Regions from separate parts of the Mus musculus genome. Here region 2 is linked to region 1. The links are chromatin contacts, called in public promoter capture Hi-C maps. All regions are on one chromosome and are shown on one strand. Each heading gives the region's core, a stretch centred on a gene start, on an enhancer-like site or on the middle of the called end of the contact. The rest is flanking DNA. Distances are from core to core; before and after follow the strand shown. Region 1 overlaps Il17ra (interleukin 17 receptor A). Region 2 overlaps Cecr2 (CECR2, histone acetyl-lysine reader).

Region 1 (6,751 bases), core at 4,175-6,674:
CATCTTGCCCTGGATTTTAAGTAGCTTCTGATGGGTAAGAAAGAGGGAGTCCCCCAAATGCAGTATAGCTGCTGTTGTTTCTGTAAGAGTCCCAGTCCCAGGAGCAGTTTCTGTCCTGTGTCCCAGTTCACAGGAGTGCTGGATGGGAAGAGAGGAGCAGGCTTGTAGGACTTAATCTCAGAACATGGTATGCTGTGTGTCTGTGGGAACGAGCAGAGACATCGAGATAGGTCTTGTTTTACACCTGCAAGGACCATTTGGCAGGCTGTGATGTTAGCCCAGGGCAGTGAAGGACAGTTAGTCACAAAGAACTGGGAGACGTACGTGAAGTCTGGACCCCAAGAGCATGTGAACTGGTGCCCCAAACAGGTAGGAAGGACACAGATGAAATAGTAGGCTCAGAATGGATCCTGGCATGATATCATCCTGTGGCCTATTTTATGAATGAACCCTGAGGCATCACATCGCCGAGTCCTGCACTCTGCTCCCTCTGGAGAGACAGCTGTCAATCAGTGTCCATCCTAGACACAGTGCGGTACTGTGCACCCGTCATCCAGGCCTTGCCTCTGCTGCACATCAGCTTCATGGGATGGTGTGGGCCAATCTGGGTAGTTCAGGCCTGGAAGTCACAGAACTTGAATTCCAGAGCTTCCTTGCTATCTTGCCAGCAGTGACAGTCACTCCTTAGAGTCCCAGATTCCAGCTCTAGAGGATGTCCCCTATCACTTGTGACAGAGATTGGCAGTGTTGCCAGTGAACTATGCATAATGAGTCAGGGTTTCATGACTAAGTCAGAGTTCTGTGGCATTTCCTAAACTGATGGCCAGTCTGAGAACACCAGCCCAGTGTTTACAGTGTTTGTGAAGCAGAAGTGAGAAGTGAAGGTCTGTTTCATCATCTCCCATATCCACTTCCTGCCCTGCGTCTTTACTCCTGTGGTTAGTTTAATTTCCAGCAATAGTGTGAAGTTGGTGTTAGAGTATTCTGATTTTTTAAAAAAGATTTATTTATTTTATGTATGTATGAGTACACTGTTAGCTGTACTGATGGTTGTGAGCTATCATGTGGTTGCTGGGAATTTGAATTCAGGACCTCTGCTCGCTCTGGTTGACCCCACTTGCTCTGGTCGGCTCTGCTCTCTCCGGCCTAAAGATTTATTTATTTTTATATCTATATCACTGTCTTCAGACACACCAGAAGAGGGTGTCAAATCTCATTACAGATGGTTGTGGGCCTCTATGTGGTTGCTGGGATTTGAGCTCAGGACCTTCAGAAGAGCAGTCAGTGCTCTTAACCACTGGGCCATCTTTCTAGCCCAACTACTCTGATTTTATGTTGAAGAAATTGAGGCTTTGAGTAAGGTGGTGATTCAACCAGGGCTCTGTGTGTGTGTGTGTGTGTGTGTGTGTGTGTGTGTGTGTGGCGCATATGTGTGGTGTTGTGGTGTGTGTGTGGTATATGGTGTGTGTGTGGGGGGGCAGAACAGTTATTTAAACTTTTCCTAACAAGTTTATAAATTTGATGCTTCACCTCTGAGGAAAATTAGAAACCTTGGAATTTTAAGACCTTCTTTTCCAGACACCCTCTCTGTTTTGTAGTTTGTTTTTGTTTTTATTATTATTTCTTTTTATTGTTTCAATTCCCAGCCCATAACAGTTATTCAGAAAGCCTCCAAGTCTAGCTTTGCTTGGCAGCTCATGCCTTTAGTTCCGGCAATCAGGGTAGTGGAGACAAGCTGTTCTCTGTGAATTCAAGGTCAGCCAAGTCTAGGATATTCTGTCCCCCAAAGATGCGCCCTCTCCCAAAGATAAAACGCCTCCAGTTCTGTTTGCTGTCTGCCCACCACTCACCTCCTCTGCTGGACAAAGAGGAACAAAAGTGCAGAAGACTTTTGACTACTTGGCAGCAGAGCAGCTCCCAAAAGTGAGCTGGGAGGGAGACAGGGACTGTGTGAACCGCTCTCAGGGGCCTGCCAGGCAGCGGGGCCACTGGGAGCCTGGCCCTTCTCATCGGTAATCAACACTTCCTTTCTTCCCACAGGGGCTGAGCTGCAGAGTCAAGAATAGTAAGTCCTCTTTTTTGTTTCACTTATTGCCTCAGTTAATACAGTGAGGGCCTCCCACTGACTTCACAGGGCAGCCTCCTGTGGGCTGAGCTCTGGATGGGGGTTGCCACCGTCAGCTGGGCCATCTTCGTTATAGGCATCTGTGCTCCATGAGGAAAACCTTCATTCATTATGCAAAATGCAGTCATTCCCCCTCTGCCATCTGGGTTTTGGATGTTGCCAGGGGTGGTACCCTAGTGCATCTAACTATGCCTGTCCCTTTCAGCTTGTCACAGCATCAGTGGTGCTGGCTTGGCTTGGGGTTTTTGTTGTTGTTGGTGGTGGTTTATTTGTTTGTTTGCCTGTTTGGCTTTTGTCTCTGGGAAGATTTTCCCTATGCTGGATATAGAACCCATTCTCTCAGTCTGAGCAGACAAGCTCTCACCTCTGAGCCACAATCCCAGCCCCTGCCTTTGTTTTAAGGCTGAGGCACATACTTCAAATGTCAGTGCTAATTAGGAGCCGTGACAAATAAAAAGGCGGAAGCTCTCACTGCGCCCCTCCCTCCTGTGCCCCCATTTCCAATGGCTGCCTCTTTTCAAAACCCTTCTCCCCAAACATTCCTTGGTTCTTTGTCCGCAGAGCTCTGGGAGCATCCCAGACCAGCATTAGAAAAGAGCAGGCTGGCTGAGAGATTGCCACGGCCACAGCTGGAAGGTTGAGAACAGCTGCAGCCCTTGAACCAAGTTGAAACTCATAGCAGGTCTCTGGACCCTCTAAGCAGATCTTAGGGTCTTGACTGCAGGTCTGATAGTTGTTCTCCTCAACAGGTACTTGTCTGGATGACAGCTGGATCCACCCCAAAAACCTGACCCCGTCTTCCCCAAAAAACATCTATATCAATCTTAGTGTTTCCTCTACCCAGCACGGAGAATTAGTCCCTGTGTTGCATGTTGAGTGGACCCTGCAGACAGATGGTGAGTGGCCACATCTGCCAGCGCCTGGGTTTGCCCTTGGGAGGAGACCACTGCTGCTTCTGTTTGGTACTGGAAGGCTCCATTGTTTATCCAAGGAGAACTTTTCCAGTGTTAGATGTGTGCCCACAGAGTGTCTTCTGTTCACACTGTCTTTATGAAAGGCCTTCCCTTGCATCAACTTTTTATTACACAGGAAGAAAAAGGCAAGTGGTTAATTTTACAAATAATTCCAAATATTTGGTAGAAAAAATGATAGCGGTTTTCTCTCTGATTTTCTCTTAGCTTAGGAGCCAGAACTTTTCAAAACACATTCCGGACCTCCTTAGGGGTGATTAGCTGCAGAATTTCTGAACACAGCCAGCCCCAGATCTGTGAAGGGGCAACAGCAGGTGCTCTCTGTGGGTCCCTAGCTGGTGCTCTCGATGACTCCAGCAGCCTCCCACTGGGAGGGTGAGCGTAGCTGCTGTTAGCACTTTGCCCTGTGGCCAGGGCTCTGACCACATGGTTGCAGAATCTTTGCTGCTTCCTGCTATAGACTGTCTCTTGTCCCACTAGGAGGTACTTTCTGCAAGGCCTAGGAGGGGGGAAGTGGGGAGTTAGGTAACAGGGCAGATGGGGAAGAGACACACCCTGGCAGGGGGTTGGTCTGCATCTGTGTCCCCTTTCCTTCCTGGCCTGCAGCCAGCATCCTGTACCTCGAGGGTGCAGAGCTGTCCGTCCTGCAGCTGAACACCAATGAGCGGCTGTGTGTCAAGTTCCAGTTTCTGTCCATGCTGCAGCATCACCGTAAGCGGGTAAGATGACAGCCTCACTGCACTGTGTTCCTAAGTGACACCAGTACAGGCTTCTTGTCCCAAAGGCACACCTAACTGAAAGGGTGAGTTCAAGATGTGAGCCATAGTGAGGGGCAGAGCCCGGCACACCTGCTTCCTATTATTCCTCCCACTTGACCAAAGCTCTCAATGAGGCTGGTTCATTCTCGAGAGTGTGTGCGTACGTGCGTGTGTGCGTGCGTGCACGCATATGTGAATGGCATGGCCATCTACTGGTAGAATTTTTAAACAGACAGAAAGGACAAAGATAGTGTGCCTCTAATGTAGGACTCTGTGGTTGTCCTTTTGTTTGTCTGCTTGTTGGCTGATAGAGGTGTGACATTGGGACTTGGTACACAGTGGCGGAGGGCGTTGTATGACCATCCCATTGCCTCTCTTCCTCAGTGGCGGTTTTCCTTCAGCCACTTTGTGGTAGATCCTGGCCAGGAGTATGAAGTGACTGTTCACCACCTGCCGAAGCCCATCCCTGATGGGGACCCAAACCACAAATCCAAGATCATCTTTGTGCCTGGTAAGTGCCCTTCCAAGCAGCCACTTGGTACTGGGCTCTGGGTGAAGCAGCAGGGGCTCAAACAGCAGAGGCTAACTCTGCTTCACAGTGGCTGCAGACCCAGGGGCTGCTGTGCCTCCAGCCGAGGCCTTTATGTCTCGAAGGCTATTTGTCCTCTGTTGTATGGAGAGACCCCAGAGTGTGTTGGCAAGAAGATTCTCTCCATCTGTGCAGAAAAGTAGCTTCCATCTCAAGTGCTCAGTGGCAAGGTGCTTGTCTGGGTTTGATCCACAGTTTTACAGAAAAAAGGAAAAGAAAACAAGAATAAAAGAAAATATATATATGGGAGAAAACTGGAGTAAACCAGGAATCTCTGGTTACATGAAGCAAGCTCTGAACTCAGGAGGAATATGCTTGAGTCAGGAGGGACTCCTAAAAGAAGAGGCTGTCACTGCCAGCCAGGTTGCCCCAATTTGATGGGATCTCTGGCCAGGGGCAGGTAGCTAGCCCTGGAACAGGCTGTGAAGGTGTGTCTTGGAACAGCCTCCCCAGATGCATAACAGTCTTGCTCTGCCCCCCTCCCCTACTGTGTAAAAAGTCTGTAAGAACAGGCTGGGTGTGATGGCTCACACCTTTAATCCCAGCGTTTAGGAGGCAGAAGCAGGTGAATCCTTGTGAGTTTGAGGACAGCCTGGTCTATAGTGAGCTCCAGGACAGCCAGGGCTATGTAGAGTGACCCTGTCTCAAAAACCAAAACAAAAGCACCAAAATCTGTACGAACAAATTTCCTAAAGGCAGAGACTTACCAATTTCTCTCTTATTGGGGTCGGCAGACTGTGAGGACAGCAAGATGAAGATGACTACCTCATGCGTGAGCTCAGGTAACTGGCTGACCTAGGAGACCTTGACCTGGGCACTACTGTAACTCGCACTCAGTAACTTTAACTTGCACTTAGTAAAGTTGGGTATGTGTACAATTGTGTACTGGCCCATACACACATGCCCACGTAGGCACACGTACCTCCCCTCACTTCCAACCTGCACTGTGCGCCCTTGGCAGGCAGCCTTTGGGATCCCAACATCACTGTGGAGACCTTGGACACACAGCATCTGCGAGTGGACTTCACCCTGTGGAATGAATCCACCCCCTACCAGGTCCTGCTGGAAAGTTTCTCCGACTCAGAGAACCACAGCTGCTTTGATGTCGTTAAACAAATATTTGCGGTACTTGTATTTCATACCCTTTCAGACATAGATTAAAATACCTCTCAAATCCTTCACCTTCCTCCATACTGGTCCTAGCTAATCCTGTTGCTAGAGCCCAGCCTGGACTCAGGCACACTTGGTAGCTCTCTTTCCTCTCAGGAGGTAGAGCGCGCTGGTGAGAAGAGTAGTTTATGAACATAGGTAACATGGCTGAGGAATCGTCAGACTATAAATCTAAATACAGAAGTCTAAATCTCGAAGTGAAGCTCATATTGAACTGCAGAACGGAAGAGGCAGAATCAAAGTCTCTGCAGAGCCAGGAGGGAGAAGCAGATTTAAGCTGGTCGTAAGATACGTAGTTGTTAACTAAAATTTTATTTTATCCCATCAATTTAGTGGGAACTTGGTTTAATAAACTCAGTTGATTTGCATTCAGTAGATGCAAGGTAAAGTTTTGCAGTCCTTAAATAACATAAATTAAACTTAAAGTCTGCTTATACCTTTGAAGGCCTTGGGCAAATTGCATCGTAAACTTGAGGTTAAGGGAACTAAATACTGGAGTAGTGGGAGGGTTAAGTGGCAAGAATCCTTCAGTGGCAAGCTCAGGTACTTTGTTTTTGGAGGCAGAGTTTCTCTGTGTAGTCCTGGCTCTCATAGAACTCCCTCTGTAAAACAGGCTGGCCTCTAACTCAAAGGGATCCATCTGCCTCTGCCTCCTGAGAGCTGTGTGCGCGCCCCACCAGAGCGCAGCTATGTTTTGTTACTTTCTATGTTTTCTTGATAGTTCTCTGTTTTGAGGTCATCTCATCTATTACTGACTCCTCAGTTAGTATTCCCCCTTCACTGTCCCACCCACATTCTCCTCACCCCATTCAGTCCATGGTCTCTACATCTCCACAGTCTTGCCTGGTCTCTCTTTATTTGGCTGTGTTTATTGAATTTTATTTTGAATTTTAAAAATAAGTGAAGGCATTTATTTAAGGAATAGATGAGGCCAGGTGAGAGCAGAGAGAGTGCTGTGCACCCTATATCCCTGCTGTATATACATAGGTTGGAGCCCTAGGCCCCAGCAGCCAGAGCAAAGAGAGGACTGCCCATTACTAAATATGCATATAAGTTCACGTCAGGCTAGTCACTCTGCTGAAATATTAACTTTTCTGGACTAGACATCAGGAAACCATTTCTCCCTCTGGCAGTTATA
Region 2 (6,774 bases), core at 750-3,249, 210 kb after region 1:
CATGCAGTTGCTGGAAATTGAACTTGGGACTTCTGGAAGAATAGTCAGTGCTTTTTTTTTTTTTTTTTAAAGATTTATTGTATGTAAGTACACTTTGTAAGTACTGTCTTCTGACACTCCAGAAGAGGGCATCAGATCTCATTACAGATGGTTGTGAGCCGCCATGTGGTTGCTGGGATTTGAACTCATGACCTCTTAACTGCTGAGCCATCTCTCCAACCCCCCCCTTCTAAAAAGATTTATTTATTTTATTTATATGAGTACACTGTAGCTGTCAGACACACCAGAAGAGGGCATCAGATCCCATCCCAGATGGTTGTGAGCTACCATGTGGTTGCTAGGGATAGAACTAAGGACCTTTGGAAGAGCAGTCAGTGGTGTTAATCACTGAGCCATCTCTCCAGCCCCAGTCAGTGCTCTTAACCATCGGACCATCTCTCTAGCCCCAAGAACAAGTACTCTTAACCACTGAGCTTATCCCTCTAGTCACACTATTATTTTTATTTATTTGTATGAGTTACAGGTGGTTGTGGTGAGTCAAGCACTGTAGGTCCTCAGGAAAACAGGAAGTGTTCTTAACTACTGAGCTATTTCCCCAATCCTGCCCCCCACCCCCTCTTTCTGTAGCTTAGGACTAAACCAAGGGACTTATGCCCGTTTTCAATCCTCACTGTACTTAAAACACTTTAGCTAGGCAAGTGCTCTGTCCTTGGTATTGTACCACACTAGCTAGCCCTCATCCTGGCTTGGATACTGATATTATTGCAGTTCTTTTCGATTAGTTGACTCTTGGATAGCTTCTGGGTCTAGTGTGGGAAGACAAACCACACAAAATCTAAAACACAAAGATGTATAGAAATCATAGTGGTAGCTGGGTGTGCTGGTGGAAAGTCTTTTAATCCCAGCACCCAAGAGGCAGAGATAGGTGAATCTCTTGTTCTAGGCCAGCCTAGTCTACAGAGTGGGTTCCAGGACAAGCAGGGCTACAGAGAGAAGCCCTGCTTGAAAAAAAAACAAGCAATGCAGTCAGATTTTTGTGTCAGTGTAGGTATATATAAAGTACAGAGAAAGAAATAGTTAGGCTTGCTAGGGGTTTAGGGGAGGAGCCTACTGAAATTGAGTCCTGGAAAGATGGGAATATATTTATAGGTAGCCCATATGAATTGGAAATGCAAGGCATTCTAGATACATCTTTAGAAGATTGATGGGAGTTGCAAAATATGAATCTAGTAAGCTGTTAGGTCTGAAGATTATGCTTAATTTAGATTTCATCCTGGAGATGGTACATCATTCATTATAAGGAAATACAAAGAAAGTAGAAACTCAGTCTATATGCTGGATGTGGTAGTAGACACCTGCAGTGGCAGCATTCTGAATGTTGATGCAGATAGATTGCAAATTCAAGGCTAGCCTAAGCTATATAGTGAAACCTTGTCAGGATGAAACAAACAGCTTGGTTAAATATACTTCTGTCGGTGGAATCCATGCCTATTGCACAGGAAGCCCAGGTTCAATCCCCAGTACTACAAAAACCAGGTAAACACCGATAATCTCAGCATTTAAGAGACTCGCCTATCTCTGCCTCTTGGGTGTTGGGATTAAAAGCATTTAAGAGTTGAAAGTCACCATTGGTTGTATCATGAATTTGAATGCAGCCTGGAATGATACACCAGACCTTGTCTCAAAAATAACAGGTTGGGTATGGTGGTGCACACCTTTAATCCCCACACTAAGGAGGCAGAGGTAATTCCAACCTCAGTGAGATCCTGTTGCAAACCAAAACAAGACAAACAAAACCAAAACTCTAACCAAACCCCAAATCCCTAAATACATAAAGTGGATAAGGTTAAAACATTGTTTGAAAATTGCCATACATGGTAGCAGTTGGCGTTTAAGCAAGGGGCAGCAATTGGATGTTTGGAACAGGTCTAGGATGTGGTCTGTATACAGTGTAAATATTTGTTTATTAAATAGAAACTAATCTTTGCAGAGTAGAAAGTTCACTTTGCTATAGACAGGGCAAAGGACAAAACTAGGTGACATGATGCCTGAGAAGTACAGGCCGTGTTAAGATTCTTAGGGGGCAGTTTAATTATAGTTTTGTAGTAGGTAGCTGCGAACTCAGACTTGGCATTGAGAAGAGTTGTTACCTGGAAGAATTGCAGTTAAAAACTAGATTTCAAAACCAGTTAGATGGTTTAGTGGGTAAAAAAGCATTTGCTATATAGCCCTGGCCTGAATTTTTTGGTTTCTACAGTGGAGCTAGAGTGTGGCTTCACTTGCACATACCATACACATACACAGTAGTCAGCTAAAATTTTTAAAAATTAGAAGAGAGAATGGGTTCTGGAAAGTTGTCTTTTGACCTCTACACACATTCCCCAATCACAAACACATACACTTGCACTGCACACACAATATTAGTTATTAGTCACCAGACATTCAGTGTGTACCAGGGTTGTGAATATATGAATTATCTCATTTGGTGTTTTCAAGACTATTAATGACATTAAAGCTTAATATCGGTTTAATACAGGTTAAGAAATCATAAATAATGAGCCAGAAATGGATAGGATGGATGGAACCAGATGTTATCATTCCATCTGTACTCCTCAAAAAATCTTGAGTGTGTGAGACTTTTGAGACAGGGTTTCTCTGTGCAGTGTTGTCTGTCCTGGAACTCGATCTGTAGACCAGCCTGGCCTCGAACTCAGAAATCCACCTGCCTCTGCCTCCTGAGTGCTGGGACTAAAGGCGTGCGCCACCACGCCAGACTTGAGACATATTTTCATCTAGACTTCATCCTAGAGCTACTGAATTTGGTTTAGCGTTTAAACACGGCGTCCAGGTGATAGAGTTTGAGTGCACATTAAAGGAGGACCACAGAGGCTGAGCTGTGAGCTGATTGGGTCACTATGTGTGGGACATGGACAGACAGAACATCTTAATGGTACAGCAATGGCTTAGAAAATCAGACCCCATTTCTCTACTTCCAAGCTTGCACCTTTGCATGTTGGTAGGTCTCTTTCTGTATTTCTCATATTTAGGTGAGGCATTCTCTCTGCTTTAACATTTTATAGTTGGGAAGAAATTTCCGCAGGGTTTGGTTAGTGGAGGAGATAGATGGTTGTCCTCTTGTGTCTTTTTTTTTTTTTTTTTTTTTAAGTGTGTGTTTGGGAATGTGTGCTTTTTGAAACCAAGAGGAACCCTTAGGAACACTGTCCACCTCTCCTTAGCCTGGAGTTATGTTTTAGTCTAGGACAGTGGTTCTCAGCCTTCCTAATGCTGTAACTCTTTAATAAAGTTCCCCATATTGTGGTGACTCCCAACCACTAAAATTATTTTGTTGCTACTTCATAACTAATTTTGTTACTGTTGTGAATCGTGATATAAATATCTGATATACAGACTATCTAATATGGCACCCCTGTGGAAGGGTTGTTTGACCCTCAAAGGATCATAACCTACAGGCTGGTTTATCCTCCTGTTTCTGCCTCCCACACTACATGGCTTGCAGACAGGTAGATCCAAATTGAAGTCCTAAAGTTTGCTTAGAAAATCAGTTAACCAACTGAGTCATCAGCTCAGCCCCCACCTTTTTGTTTTGTTTGATTTGTCTCTGGATGTCCTAGAACTAACTCTGTAGACCAGGCTGGCTCTGAAATCAGAGATTCACCTACCTTTGCATCCCAAGTGCTGGAATTACAGGCATGTACCACCACCCTGGGCCCCTTATTCTATTTTAAAAATTTTTTGTTGTCTTGTTGTAGTGAATTTGTAATATATTCTGGAAAGTCCACATGTATCCATTCATACAAAGGATGTAGAGATAATTTAAGTCTAGCTCAGTTGTACAGATGAGGTACATTGCTCAGAGTGTTGTGCTGAATTGTGATTGAAACATGAGAATCAAGCCTCAAAGTCAGTAGATAGCCTGAGTTAGCATTTGCTTTTCATACACACGGTTTTCTGTGTTTCTGGTTAACCGTTTTTATTTTAAAGCCAGTTTGTAAATCAGGTGTGTGTGTGTGTGTGTGTGTGTGTGTGTGTGTGTGTGTGTGTATCTGCATTGATAAAGCATGACATGGCACTTTAGTGGAAGTCAGGAGACAGTGGGGGAAGGGTCTGTTCTTAGGTTATCAGGTTTGCCCTGTAAGCATTTTTTTCTCACTGAACCATCTAGCTGGCCTCTCCCTTTATTGGAGACCCAAGTCTCTGTAGTCAGTGACCATACACTTAACTTTTAGTGTCTCGTTTGGCACTTAACATTAAATATAGCAATATTTTCAGATGGTGAGAATAATATAAAGGCATTACTTTATTTGGAGATAGTACTTCATTTTTCCTGTCTCGATGGGAAGGAGACATTGACTACTTGTTCAGTGGGTCTATGTAAAGAATTGGGACTGGGGCAGATGAGCTGGAGAGAATTGACAGAAGGTTGCAGCACTTTGGAATGAATCCATAGGTTCCTGCTACCCATTGCAGTGTGAAAGGTCCATCTGGGCCTCCCCTAAGTTAAATAAAATGAAATATACATAGAATATGAAAGCTTGTTTCACTAATCTGCTTAAATCAAAAAGACTTGGAAATGTCAGGCACAGACTAGATGGAAGAACCGAAGGCTTGCTGATGACTTGCAACATCTCAGTATGTAATTTCTCCTGTTTTCCACTAAACTCTACACCCTGCCTGGTACTTGATTCTCTATTTCATCTCATCTCAAAGAGAGCAGTGAAGAGAGTCACTAGGATCTAGGAGTTCAAGACTATCATGAGTAACTAATGAGACTCCTATTTCAAATATTTGCAGAAAAATAAAGACAACATAAGTCCATTTATATAAAGTTTAAAAATAAGGGACTGCAAGATTTGAGCTGCCTTTGAAAGTCTTTATAGAGGAGGCTGCCCTGTCTTTTGCCTCCTAAGTGGTGGGCTTAAAGGTATGCACCATCATGTCTGGCTGGCCCAAATTGAGGGATAATTATTAAGGGATAATTTTCATATAATTAAGTATACAAAGTTTAAAATATATAACTGAGTATCAGCAACTGTATACACAGGTATAACTGCCATCACAAACAGTGATGGACCATTAAGATTTCCCCAAAACTCAAAACCTATACAGTCACATAATCCAGGCAGTAGCTGATCTGAATTTTCTCTTCTCTTCTCTTCTCTTCTCTTCCTCTTCTCTTCCTCTTCTCTTCCTCTTCTCTTCCTCTTCTCTTCCTCTTCTCTTCCTCTTCTCTTCCTCTTCTCTTCCTCTTCTCTTCCTCTTCTCTTCCTCTTCTCTTCCTCTTCTCTTCCTCTTCTCTTCCTCTTCTCTTCCTCTTCTCTTCCTCTTCTCTTCCTCTTCTCTTCCTCTTCTCTTCCTCTTCTCTTCCTCTTCTCTTCCTCTTCTCTTCCTCTTCTCTTCCTCTTCTCTTCCTCTTCTCTTCCTCTTCTCTTCTCTTTTCTGTTTTTCGAGACAGGGTTTCTCTGTGTGGCCCTGGCTGTCCTGGAACTCACTTTGTAGACCAGTCTGGCCTTGAACTCAGAGATCTGTCTGCCTCTGCCTCCCGAGTGCTGGAATTAAAGGCGTGAGCCACCACTACCTGGCCTACTGATCTGAATTCTATCTCATCATAGATGAGGGTTTTCCTGTTCCTGATCAGGGCAGCCTTACTCTATGTATCCTCTCATTTTTTTCCAGGCCATCTATTATGCACCTTTTTGTTGTTGTTTTGTGACAGTTTCTCCCATGTAGTCCTGACTGCCCTGAAACTTGCTTTATATACTAGGCTGGCCTCAAAATCAGAGATCCACCTGCCTCTGCCTCCTGAGTTATGGTACTCAAGGCATAATTTTTTATCTAGTCCAATATATTTTGTGTGTCTTTATGCCTCTGCTTGAATATACTGAATTAGAGGATAGCGATTGACTTTAGTTATGTCCACAAATTCCAGATCTTTATGCTTGGTAGCATCTCCTTCACTGACAGCAATTGGTTGGATTTTTGTATCTTGTTTTTGTTTTGCTAGTTTTGTTTTTTGATTTGTAGGCTTTATGTAATAATGAATGGCTCGTTAGCATTTATACTGTTTGTTTTCTGAGCCTCCTAGAATGATAGTTTGGAATATCACAAGTTCTTGGTCATTAAATTTTCAATGTGTTTATGTTTTAATATTTATCTCCACACACACATACACATACACACACACACACACACACACACACACACACACACACACACACACACAGAGTTTTTCTGTGTAGCGCTGACTGTCCTGGAACACGGTCTGTAGATAAGGTCTGACCGGATTGTTTACTTATCAGTCTGTTCCCAAACTAATGAGTTTGTCAGAGACATTCTTTAGCTTTGTTACTTTGTTTTAGCTTTTCCTTAGAATTCTTAGGGTTCTTATTTCCCAATATTTCTGCTGTATCTGTGTCTGATTCCAAGGCTGGTAGGACTGATAGACTGCTTTAGAAATTTCCATTTTCCGATCACCTTCAGAATCTTTTTTAGCAGCTCAGGACATCATGGAACTTCAGATCCTCCTGGCTTCGCTTCTTTAGTGTTGAGATTATAGGTGTGTACCACCATGCCATGCTTAATTTCTTTAGGTAGCTGAACATAGGTATATTGATTGAGTAAAAGGAACTCACTCTCTGAACCTCACTCTGAGGAATCTGTAGAGTTGTTGTTTTTTAGTTTTCAGCTTTTAACTTGTTTGGTCAGATTCATAACTTCCAAGTTCCTTATATGCTGAACTGGCAAACTGTTTACTCC

What was found. Capture Hi-C pulls out chosen DNA fragments and counts their contacts.
Region 2: a promoter capture Hi-C map of liver shows a contact between it and region 1. The contact joins two enhancer-like sites. A contact is called at or near these places in 11 of 39 promoter capture datasets (the C10 cell line, cranial neural crest, embryonic stem cells and 7 more), 2 of 484 Hi-C or Micro-C datasets (erythroblasts and liver) and 2 of 9 other capture datasets (liver and pancreatic islet).

What each region holds. Positions count from the first base shown.
Region 1 is chr6:120,470,052-120,476,802 of GRCm38.p6, forward strand. Il17ra (interleukin 17 receptor A) reads left to right here. Exons shown (of 13, transcript NM_008359.2): 2 at 2,041-2,065; 3 at 2,875-3,021; 4 at 3,703-3,815; 5 at 4,239-4,365; 6 at 5,178-5,225; 7 at 5,405-5,568. Among named protein-coding and RNA genes, the nearest start is that of Il17ra, 10 kb to the left of the region's middle. Within about 2 kb of position 5,425, at least 8 of the 459 cell types and tissues checked have an H3K27ac peak or open chromatin away from gene starts, as enhancers often do. A contact at or near this core is called in liver, where this site is marked.
Region 2 is chr6:120,682,987-120,689,760 of GRCm38.p6, forward strand. The region is part of intron 1 of Cecr2 (CECR2, histone acetyl-lysine reader); the gene reads left to right. Among named protein-coding and RNA genes, the nearest start is that of Gm52876, 9.1 kb to the right of the region's middle. Within about 2 kb of position 2,000, at least 10 of the 459 cell types and tissues checked have an H3K27ac peak or open chromatin away from gene starts, as enhancers often do. A contact at or near this core is called in liver, where this site is marked.